Linked DNA regions of Sus scrofa: regions 1 and 2 are each linked to region 3. A link is a contact called in public Hi-C data. All regions are on one chromosome and are shown on one strand. The core of a region is the stretch at or near the end of the contact, and the rest is flanking DNA. Distances in the headings are between cores, read along the strand shown. Region 1 has its middle 430 kb from the start of MYC. Region 2 has its middle 110 kb from the start of MYC. Region 3 has its middle 280 kb from the start of MYC.

Region 1 (3,368 bases), core at 343-2,842, 140 kb after region 3:
TCTGTCGTACCGGAGACCGCTGTTGAAACTATTGTCACTCTTGCTCACCTGCATTCTGCGGCAATTATGTGAAGGATGAGCTCCTAAGGGTCTGACATGGCACCACACCCTCTTCACTTCTGTACATTCCTTGTACTTAGCTCCTAACTCCATGACCCCCCACCCCCGCCCAAAGGATTACCAAATGCCAGTCCATCTAGAGGTCCTGCCAGTGCCTTCTCCAAAACAGCACTCGAACTCATGTACCACGTCAGCTTGACCACAGTCATTTCTTACCAGGTGTACTTCAACAACCCCCAGAATTAGCTCTCACCTCCTGTGCTGGCCCCACTTCAGGTTATTCCCCAAAGAGTCATCAGAGTTAAAATGTAAACCAAAGTGTTACCTTCTCACTTAATGAACTCCCTTGCAGTGATACTGAAACCTACATTTTGACCTTTTCATGCTTCCCGCCCCTTCTCACCCATTTGGAACAGTCCCCTTCTGTTGCCTGGCTCACTGCCCTATGATCACACTCATCTTCTTTCAGTTTCTCCAACAGACCAAATTACCCTTTTTTCCCCTTCAGCCTCTTACTCATTCTGTTCTCTCTGCCTGGAAAGCTCAAGCCTTAATGTTTCTAGTTGCTAGCTTTGTAAAGCCTTTAAGTCTCAGCTTAGAAGCCCCCTCCCAGAGAAGACCTTCCATCTAAAATGAGCACCCGGGAGTTCCCGTCGTGGCGCAGTGGTTAACGAATCCGACTAGGAACCACGAGGTTGCGGGTTCGGTCCCTGCCCTTGCTCAGTGGGTTAACGATCCGGCGTTGCCGTGAGCTGTGGTGTAGGTTGCAGACGCGGCTTGGATCCCGCGTTGCTGTGGCTCTGGTGTAGGCCAGTGGCTACAGCTCTGATTCGACCCCTAGCCTGGGAACCTCCATATGCCGCGGGAGCGGCCCAAGAAATAGCAAAAAGACAAAAAAAAAAAAAAAAGAAATAGCAAAAAGACAAAAAATAAAATAAAATAAAATGAGCACCCTCCCCCGCCATGTACTTCCTTATACTATGGAACCAAATACTCAGATCCTTCTTACTGCTTTGAGGATGGGTGACAATTGTTATGTGTGTTTTCCAGTGGTTTATTGTTGGGCTCTTCTCTACCAGACCTGGAGCTCCATGATGGCAGGAATCAAGTTCATTTTGGCGTCATTCCCTTCTTAGGGCCAACCATAGAGCCCAGCACACAAGAAGCAAGAGCAAAATGTGCTAAGTGAATGACAGTTCATCAGTGGCCTTGGAGGCACAAGGACTCTCAGAGCAAGAAGGAGACTCAGAGCTACCTGGTCAAAACCCTTCATTTTACAAGTGAGAAAATCAAGGTATAGGGCTTGGCATGAGTTCTCCTGAGGCCCCCTCGTTAGCATCTGCCAACCTCTCCTGGAGTTTGGGGGCATCCTTCATTATCAAGTTCTCATGCCCTAGGCATCTAGAAACTATGCAATAACTAGAGATCATTAATGAAATAATCTGACAGGAAAACCAAAAGCTTCATGCACTTCAACCTTTCACTGTGAAATGAAAGCAAAGCCGAAGGAAATGCCATCTGACTAATTTCTAACCAAGGCAAATCTTCTCTCTTAGTCACCCCCAAGACAAATGTCAATGTTCTGCAAGCACCGTGAGAGCTGCCAAGGTCCATGGCAGCTTCCCAGATCTGCTGTGCCCTGCAAGGGGATCTGGGATCGAGTGCAGAGCTGAGTGGCCTGAGTGCTTCTCAGATAAGCAGAGAGAAGCTGGCACTTTAAATAGACACCCCTTCCTTCTACTAGGAACTGTTTTCTACCAGTCTGTGGCTGTGAATTTATTGTTTCTATTCTTGTTCCTGTTTCTTTCGATCTCTGGGTCTCAGTGTTCTTGCCTCTGCAATAGAGTGGTTGCTATGGAGGTCTTTCTGGCCTTGGCATTCTATAAGTGTGCTTTATGGAGTTAGGACTCAAGCTTTAATGAGTTACAATTCACAGAGCATTTTATTCAGATCTACCGTGTTCACAAAAGTAGGTGATGATTTCAATACCTATTAGCCTCCCATTGGCGTCCTCTACTGTTCTAAGCAAGCGTGAGATCCTGGTGAATCCTGAAGCTCACACCTCCTGCTTTCTGCTCCCTCAGGCCTTGCTGTCTTTGGAAGACCAAGATATTCAGAGGAGAGGGGGGTGGTCTCAAAGCTGATGGTAGGGCTTTCAGAAATGCAGGGGAGCCTGTTTGATCACAAGCAGCCTTTGCAGGACCGCCAATATCATCACCAAATGCCAGGTCACCCAGTGCACTTACTATTTATTCTACAAATATGTACTAAGCAACTCAATATGAGATGCATTGGGTTAGGTGCTGGAGAATCAGAAATAGAAAATGATCCCTGTCTTCTAGAAATACACAGATTCATAAGGAGATGGGCAGTTAAGCTATTTCAGTGTAGTAGTGAGATGTGTGAATTAAGAAAGCTGCTTTTTCTTGGAAGACTCCATCTTGGGGCGTTGGAAAGGGCTTCTCAGAAGAGCTATGAGGACTACCTGATGGAAGGTGGGAAGGAATCTTCTCGGCAGAGACAGAGGAGATGACAACATCAGGTGGAGAAGCCTTAGTTCACAAAGGTACAGCGTTCAGTTTGGTATCCCCTGGGAATGGTGACAAATATAAGATGATTTTGTGGTGACATCAGGGAAGGGAGAAGATGAAGAGGAGAGTGGAGATGATTCTGGGGGAGCAGGTTGAAACTGGATTGAGAAGGGTCTTTTATGCCAGGTTAATGGGCTTGGATTCCATTCTACACCCACAGGTGGAGATTCCGATTAATGTGGGGTGTGTGCATGCATGCGACATAGTCAGGTGTGATATTTAGGAAGACAGTGGTGTCTAGGGAAGGATGGAGAATGTAAATGAGAGAAGCATGACGGAATACAGCTTCTGGGGAACTGTGAACATTCTGGCAGCTACACTGCTGATGAGTAAAGGGGAGACAAGCTTTGGAAAAGTATGCCGGGACTGATCAGTGGAAGGCTGTATAAGGAGTTTGTATCAATAGATACAGCTAGTGGATGCTCCTCATAGCTTTTTTCCTGTGATTTACATGACAGTGATTAATGGAGAACCTACACGGAGCTTTGCCTGGCACTGCGTAGTGTGAAATGAAGTAGCTGAAGCTGAGACTTTTCTAGAAGAGGCCACTTTCCCACCTCTTGTACACGCTTATGGCTAAAGTCCTTTCGTGCCTCAAGGAGTGTGCAGTTGGTTTTCTCAGCGTCTGTGGCCTTGACAATCTTCTGGCTTCTCAGAGCCTCCTTAAGCCACTCAGAGCAGGAAAGCTGATCTTGTGTCTGGCTCCACCACCACTGG
Region 2 (3,088 bases), core at 162-2,661, 180 kb before region 3:
ACCTTCCAATTCTAGACATCTGTGTCCTTTGGGTCAATGCCAGTTTCTTCTCCTCATTCCATTCCTTCTTTTTCTCTTGTTAATCTCATACTCCTCATTTATTCCTCCATGCTTTCCCCTTTGGTAACCATAAGTTTGTTTTCTATATCTGTGAGTCCTGTTTCTGTTTTGTAAATAAGTTCATTTGTATTATTTTTTTAACTTTTTTTTTCTTTTTAGGGCCGCACCCACAGCATATGGAGGTTCCCAGGCTAGGGGTCGAATTGGAGCTGCAGCTGCCAGCCTAATACGCCACAGCCACAGCAATGTCAGATCTGAGCCAAATCTATGACCTATACCACAGCTCACAGAAACATGGGATACTTAACCCGTCACAAATCGAACTTGGGTCCTCATGGATATTAGTCAGGTATGTTTCTGCTGAGCCACAATGGGAACTCATGTATTATTATTTTAGATTGCACACGTAAATGAGATCACATGATATTTGTCTTTCTTTGTGTGACTTACTTCACTTAGCAGGACAATCTCTAGGTCCATCCATGTTGCTGTAAATGGCAATATTTCATTCTTTTTTATGACTGGGAAATATTCCGTTGTATTACCTGGAATATAATATTTCATTATATTACCTGGAAATATCTATTTCCCTGGTGTGTGTGTGTGTGTGTGTGTGTGTGTGTGTGTGTGTACACATTTAGGTTGCTTCTATATCTTGACTGCTATAAATAGTGCTACAATGAACACTGGGGTGCATGTATCATTTCTAGTCAGAGTTTCCATCTTTTCTGGATATATGCCCAGGCATGGGATTGTTGAATCATATGGTAACTATTTTTTGGTGTTTTTTTTTTTTTTTTTTTTTTTGTCTTTTTAGGGCCATACCTGTGGCACATGGAAATTCCCAGGCTAGGGGTCAAATCGGAGCTGCAGTCGCTGGCCTACACCACAGCCACAGCAATGCAGGATCTGAGCCATGTCTGCCACCCCCACTGCAGCTTACGGCAATGCTGGATCCTTAACCCACTGGGTGAGGCCAGAGATCAAACTTATTTCCTCATGGATACTAGTCAGGTTTGCTACTGTTGAGACAAAACAGGAACTCCCTACTTTTAGTTTTTAAAAAGAAACTCCAGACTGGTTTCCACAGTAGTTAAACCAATTTACATTCCCACCAACAGTGTAGGCGAGTTCCCTTTGCTCCACATCTTCTCCTGCATGTATTATTTATAGACTTTTCAATGATGGTCATTCTGACTGATTTTTGGAACATCCCAAACCCATCCTGGTTTTCCTCCTTGGTGATTAATTGCTTCTTCTCTTTCTCCTCCTTCTTCTCTTCTTCCTCCCAGCCTCTCAATCTTAGTGTTCCCCAGGGTTTGGCCACTTCTTACACTGTTGAACTCACCCAGACTCTAGCCCAGACCTTAGTGATGTCATACTCTGCCAAGCTGTCAGAACCACCCCTACGGGAAGGACTTTCTAAGGCAGGTCTCCAGCCAGCCCCTAGGTCTCATCCTGACACCTCCACTTGGATGTCTCACAAGGCTTTCAACCTTAACATGCCCCAAACTAGTCTTTTAATCTTCTCTCTACCTGCATTTATCTAGACTTTAAAGTCTCAGGAATAGCTTAGGCTAGAAGACAGTTTCATTTTTCCCCTTTCTATAACTTTCCCCACCAACCATCAGCACGGTCTACTGGGTCCACTAATTAAACTTTTCCCACTCGCTCACTTGATTCCATCTCTACTACCCTCAACCTGGGACCAACCACATCAGTGCTTGCCTGGACTTTTTGTTGTTCTTGTTGTTGCTTTTTAGGGCCACACTAGTGGAATATGGAAGTTCCCAGGCTAGGGGTTGAATCGGAGCTACAACTGCCGGCCTACACCACAGCCACAGCAATGAAGGGTCCGAGCTGCGTCTGCGAACTACACCGCAGCTCACGGCAATGCTGGATTGCTGACCCACTGAGCAAGGCCAGGGATCAAACCCACATCCTCATGGACACTAGTCAGATTTGTTTCTGCTGCACCACGACGGGAACTCCTGCCTGGGCTTCTTCCTATGACAACCTTTTAGAGGTTACTCCTATCTCTCTCTCCCTGGCCATTCCCTAAACAGCAGCAAGATGAAATTTGAATTGTGTCTCTTCTCTGCTTAAAATGCTTCCAAGTCTTCCCCTTGTGCCTAGAATAAAATCCCAGATCTGGACTGAAGCTCATACTCTCCCACTTGCTCAACCCCTCCCCCACCCCGCAAGGCCATCTTGGGCCATGGTCTATGTGCTCAGGCCACATTGGCCTTCTCTTTGCTCCTCCAACACGCTGGTCTCTATCCCACCTCACAGCCTTCACCGGGGCTGTTCCCTCTCCCGAGAATGAGAATTCTCTTCCCTGAGCAACCTCCTTCTCATCTTTTGGGTTTTAGCTGAAAATGCTTTCAGAAGAGGCCTTATCTGGTTGTCTGATTCTTCTACTCACTAACTATGTGACTTTGGAGAAGTGGTTTCCCCACACCAGACTTATCTCCTTTTTCATTTATAAGGTGATAATAATAATATTTATTTGGCAAATCTGTGAAGATTATAGGAATGAATCAATGATTCATTCAATTTGTGCATTCAATGTATACAATAAATAACACACTTATTGAAAGCTTCCTAGGCACTGTACCTGGGGTGGAAGATAAAAGATGAGAGTACATTTGTGCCTGGCACACAGCAGGTGCTCAAAGAATATTTACTTCCTTTAAACCCTAACTCCCTAACACTCAAGCCAGTCTTTTCAAACCCTTTCTACCTCCTTCTAAAGAGTTTTATGTTTACAGTTGTCCTAACACCTCCAATCGGAGCAATATTAGCTATTTATAGAGTGCCTACTATGTATCGAGGGTTCTAGATACATCGTCCAAGATTCTCCTGACAACCCCAGAAGGGAGGCATTTCCATTACCCCCATCCTACAGATGGAGATGAAGCTCTCAGAGCCTGTAGGATGGGTCCAAATCCTTCTATTTAGGGACAGGGAGAGTGGGGAGTTAAACATAGATCTTCTTATTGCAACCCCTCCTTACTTTCCATGAGGC
Region 3 (3,210 bases), core at 23-2,522:
CTGCTGATGCTCAATGGTCACCATCACCCAGAAGCATGCTTCTATCTTCCCTTGTGCTCCTCCTTCCCATCAAAGAGTCCTTCACAGTGTCTGCAACAAGAAAAACCTAACACAGACTTCCCCAACTGCGCGTACTGAGACAGAAATAAGCCGGCGTCATATTCTACAAAGCTTTGTTTGGTCACCTCAGTTAGAAGGCCAACATCAGAGCACTGTCTTCAAATTCTCCAGCATCTGCTAGTTGACCTTGATCAAAGCTACCCCAGCCCGCACACCTTTGGTGGTATGGTCAGGACTGTAACTGATGAAACCTTTTAGCCACATGAACGATAACGTCACACCAAAATCTCCACTGGAGAATGACCTGCCTTGTGCATGAATTAATTTATAGTAAGAAATAGGATACGTAGGGATGTAGGAATTAGGTCATTCCATAGGTAGGGATGACCTTGTCTGCTGTATCCTTTCTGGACCCTCAGGGACTGTCAATAAATACTAGCGAATCAATGAGTAAATCCACGGGAGGCTGTAGGAAAGGAACCGGTTTAAAAAGAACTGCTAAATGTTATTGAATGTTTATTTGTGTGCCAGAAAGTTTAACATGCACTCATTAATTTAATGCAAATTAATTAATTAATATTAATTAATTTAAACAACCAGACATTATGGCAGGTCCTATTTTTATTTCCATTTGTGAGAGGATGAAACTAAAGCTAAGAGGAGTTAAAGCCTGAGGTCAGGACGGCACAGTGCTTTTCCTGATCATAACACATGGTCTCAAATGCCCTTTTTGCTTTCACCAAATGGTAAGAGAAAAACATTCAACTTTGACATTTTACTTCAGCATAAAACTTATTAAATACTCTAGTGGTTCCACTAGGTGGACTATGGTTTCATATTCCATAGGGCTTTGCCTCAGTTTATCCATGTGCAAGGCAGAAACAATGAAGCCTGCCTCTTCTCTGGGAGGTTCTGAGACTTCATTAGGGCAACAGTTATTAAAATGCTTTGAAGTTAGAAAGTACTTATTAATAGCAGGACTCATGGTTATATTTCCAAATAGGATATCCTCGTCTTTAAAGCCAGTTGCCTGGGATGAGCCCCAAGGCCCCCCAAAGGGAATGGGAAAGGGAGCATTCACGTCGGATGCCTAATTCAGCCCATATGGTTTTGCAGCGATTCCATAAGTGAGGAGGAGAGCAAATAACCCCATCTCTTTAGCTTTCAAGTGTGGGAACATTCAAGCTTGCTCCTTAATGATTCTAACATTCAGGAATGTTGGCACCTTTTCTTCCTGACTTCACGTTATGAAACCCAGGGGGTGTTGAGTAACAGGATGTACGTTCATGCCATTTTCAGTTTCTTTGGGGGTTCATTTTGGGAAACCTTCCTTCAAGCAAGACTTCAGTGGTTAGACACGGAACAGCCCTTTAACCTCAGGGCTGTTGCCTCCAACGTGGTGTAAAGGTCCTGGTGTGTGGGGTAAGAGTTGGATCCTGTTCCTGATGGGTTAGGAGCCATTGTTTGCAAATGTGCTCCCCGTTGGAAAAGGATTAGATCCCGGATAGTAGGGAACATTATGTTCATATTGCAAAATCTTGGTATGATCTGGTCTTCGGGCTGATGGGGATTTGATAAAGAATTCTTCTTGGCTGAGAGTGGCGTCCTTGGGCTCTGCCTATTGCTGCATCCCATCCCCCCACCCCCCACCCCACCCCCAGTCACACTGCAAGGCAAGATTTAGAGAAATCCCTTTGGCTCGGCCAGAGTTGCCTCGGGGCTGTGGGAAGATCACATGATTCCGGGCAGAAAATGGATTTTGCCTCTCTAATGTGTTACCTTGGGCAGGTGGTTTTAACTCTGCAGCTTAAGGTCTCTCATCGGAAGGTGGGGACCATAATATTTTATTCTCTTTACCATCCGGGTTTTGCGATGATCAAATCTTTCTCTATCTCTATCTATTACTCTAGCTATTGCCTTACAGTAGCTGGAGAGACAGACTGATAGAAATATAGGAACATATGGGAAATGGGAGGCAGTCTAGCGTGGTGACCATGACGTAGATTCTAATTCTGTGCGGCCCTGGGAAACTTACTTAACTTCTGTCTCAATTTCTTCCTCGGGAAGAAAGAGATGAAAATAATACCCACATCAGAGCGTTCCGAAAATTAAATGAGATGATTTACGTTGAAGCACTTAGCACAAAACCTGGCACACTGTAATCTTGTAACAAGTCTTAGCTTCGGTCAACGGCCTCATTGTTAAGGGAATGGTTAGAAACTTATAAAAGGTTATACAGATGCAGAAAGTATTACTATCTTTTAAATTTGCGCTTTATTTTGGCAAAAAGCAATCCCAAGGCTTACAAATTGTTCTTTGGAAAAATGAATTATTCACCAGGTTATTGGCCTCAGCACATTTATTTCATCCTCAGCAGGAACGAGAGAAGTGCAAAATCTGCTGGCTGCAGCTGTGGCCCACTTAAGGGGTGCACTTGAGGAAATTCAGCACAGTGAGAACCTGGCTGCGACTGTTTCTTGTGAGGTCAATGTCTTTTGCAGAATAGGATCCATGGTGAAAAGATGCCTGGAAAGTGAATCTCTGCAAACTGAATGCTATCTTCTTATGAGGTTTCTGTCTAATTGCACAAATATGTTCATTCAGAAACTGGGACAGACAATATTAGCTGATATTTCCAGTCACTTCTTCAATAGAAATATTGTAAGTATGTGCTAATAAGATCACCCATAATTGCAAAAGAGTGAGGTTTTTCTTTCACCGTGGTCTCTTGAAACCTGAGAGAGGTAATTCATGCTGACAGATGATCAGAGTTACCTGTGGATCTTTAAAAAGTGTCCCGCTTACCCTCTCATGCTTCTGATTCACAGGTCTGGATGAGGCTCAGGACTTTTGTTATTTGGGGGTTTGTTTTAGAGCCACAGATGATTTTTTACGCACAACTAGTGAGAACCACCGGAAGGGAAGACAGAGGCATCTTAAATGAATAGTACTCATCACTGATTTAATAATTCAACTCTTATTCCTCTGCCTTGGCTTATATCCAAAGTTGGTCATTCAGATCCTGTTCTCTAGCTCTTATTTTAAAATTGACTCTTTTTCTTCCTGTACAAATCTATGTGAGTAATGAGAAGGAGATGTACTGGAAAGGAAGGGGACAGGTGACAGGAACACAGAAATGGAAAAAAACAG

What was found. A called contact is a pair of places that touch in the nucleus more often than the background predicts.
Region 1: a Hi-C map of subcutaneous adipose tissue shows a contact between it and region 3, with 2.1 times the contacts expected there. A contact is called at or near these places in 5 of 47 Hi-C or Micro-C datasets (adipocytes, fibroblasts, heart right ventricle and 2 more).
Region 2: a Hi-C map of embryonic fibroblasts shows a contact between it and region 3, with 3 times the contacts expected there. A contact is called at or near these places in 3 of 47 Hi-C or Micro-C datasets (embryonic fibroblasts and fibroblasts).

What each region holds. Positions count from the first base shown.
Region 1 is chr4:12,884,134-12,887,501 of Sscrofa11.1, forward strand. No RefSeq gene overlaps it. Among named protein-coding and RNA genes, the nearest start is that of MYC, 430 kb to the left of the region's middle.
Region 2 is chr4:12,565,035-12,568,122 of Sscrofa11.1, forward strand. No RefSeq gene overlaps it. Among named protein-coding and RNA genes, the nearest start is that of MYC, 110 kb to the left of the region's middle.
Region 3 is chr4:12,743,554-12,746,763 of Sscrofa11.1, forward strand. No RefSeq gene overlaps it. Among named protein-coding and RNA genes, the nearest start is that of MYC, 280 kb to the left of the region's middle.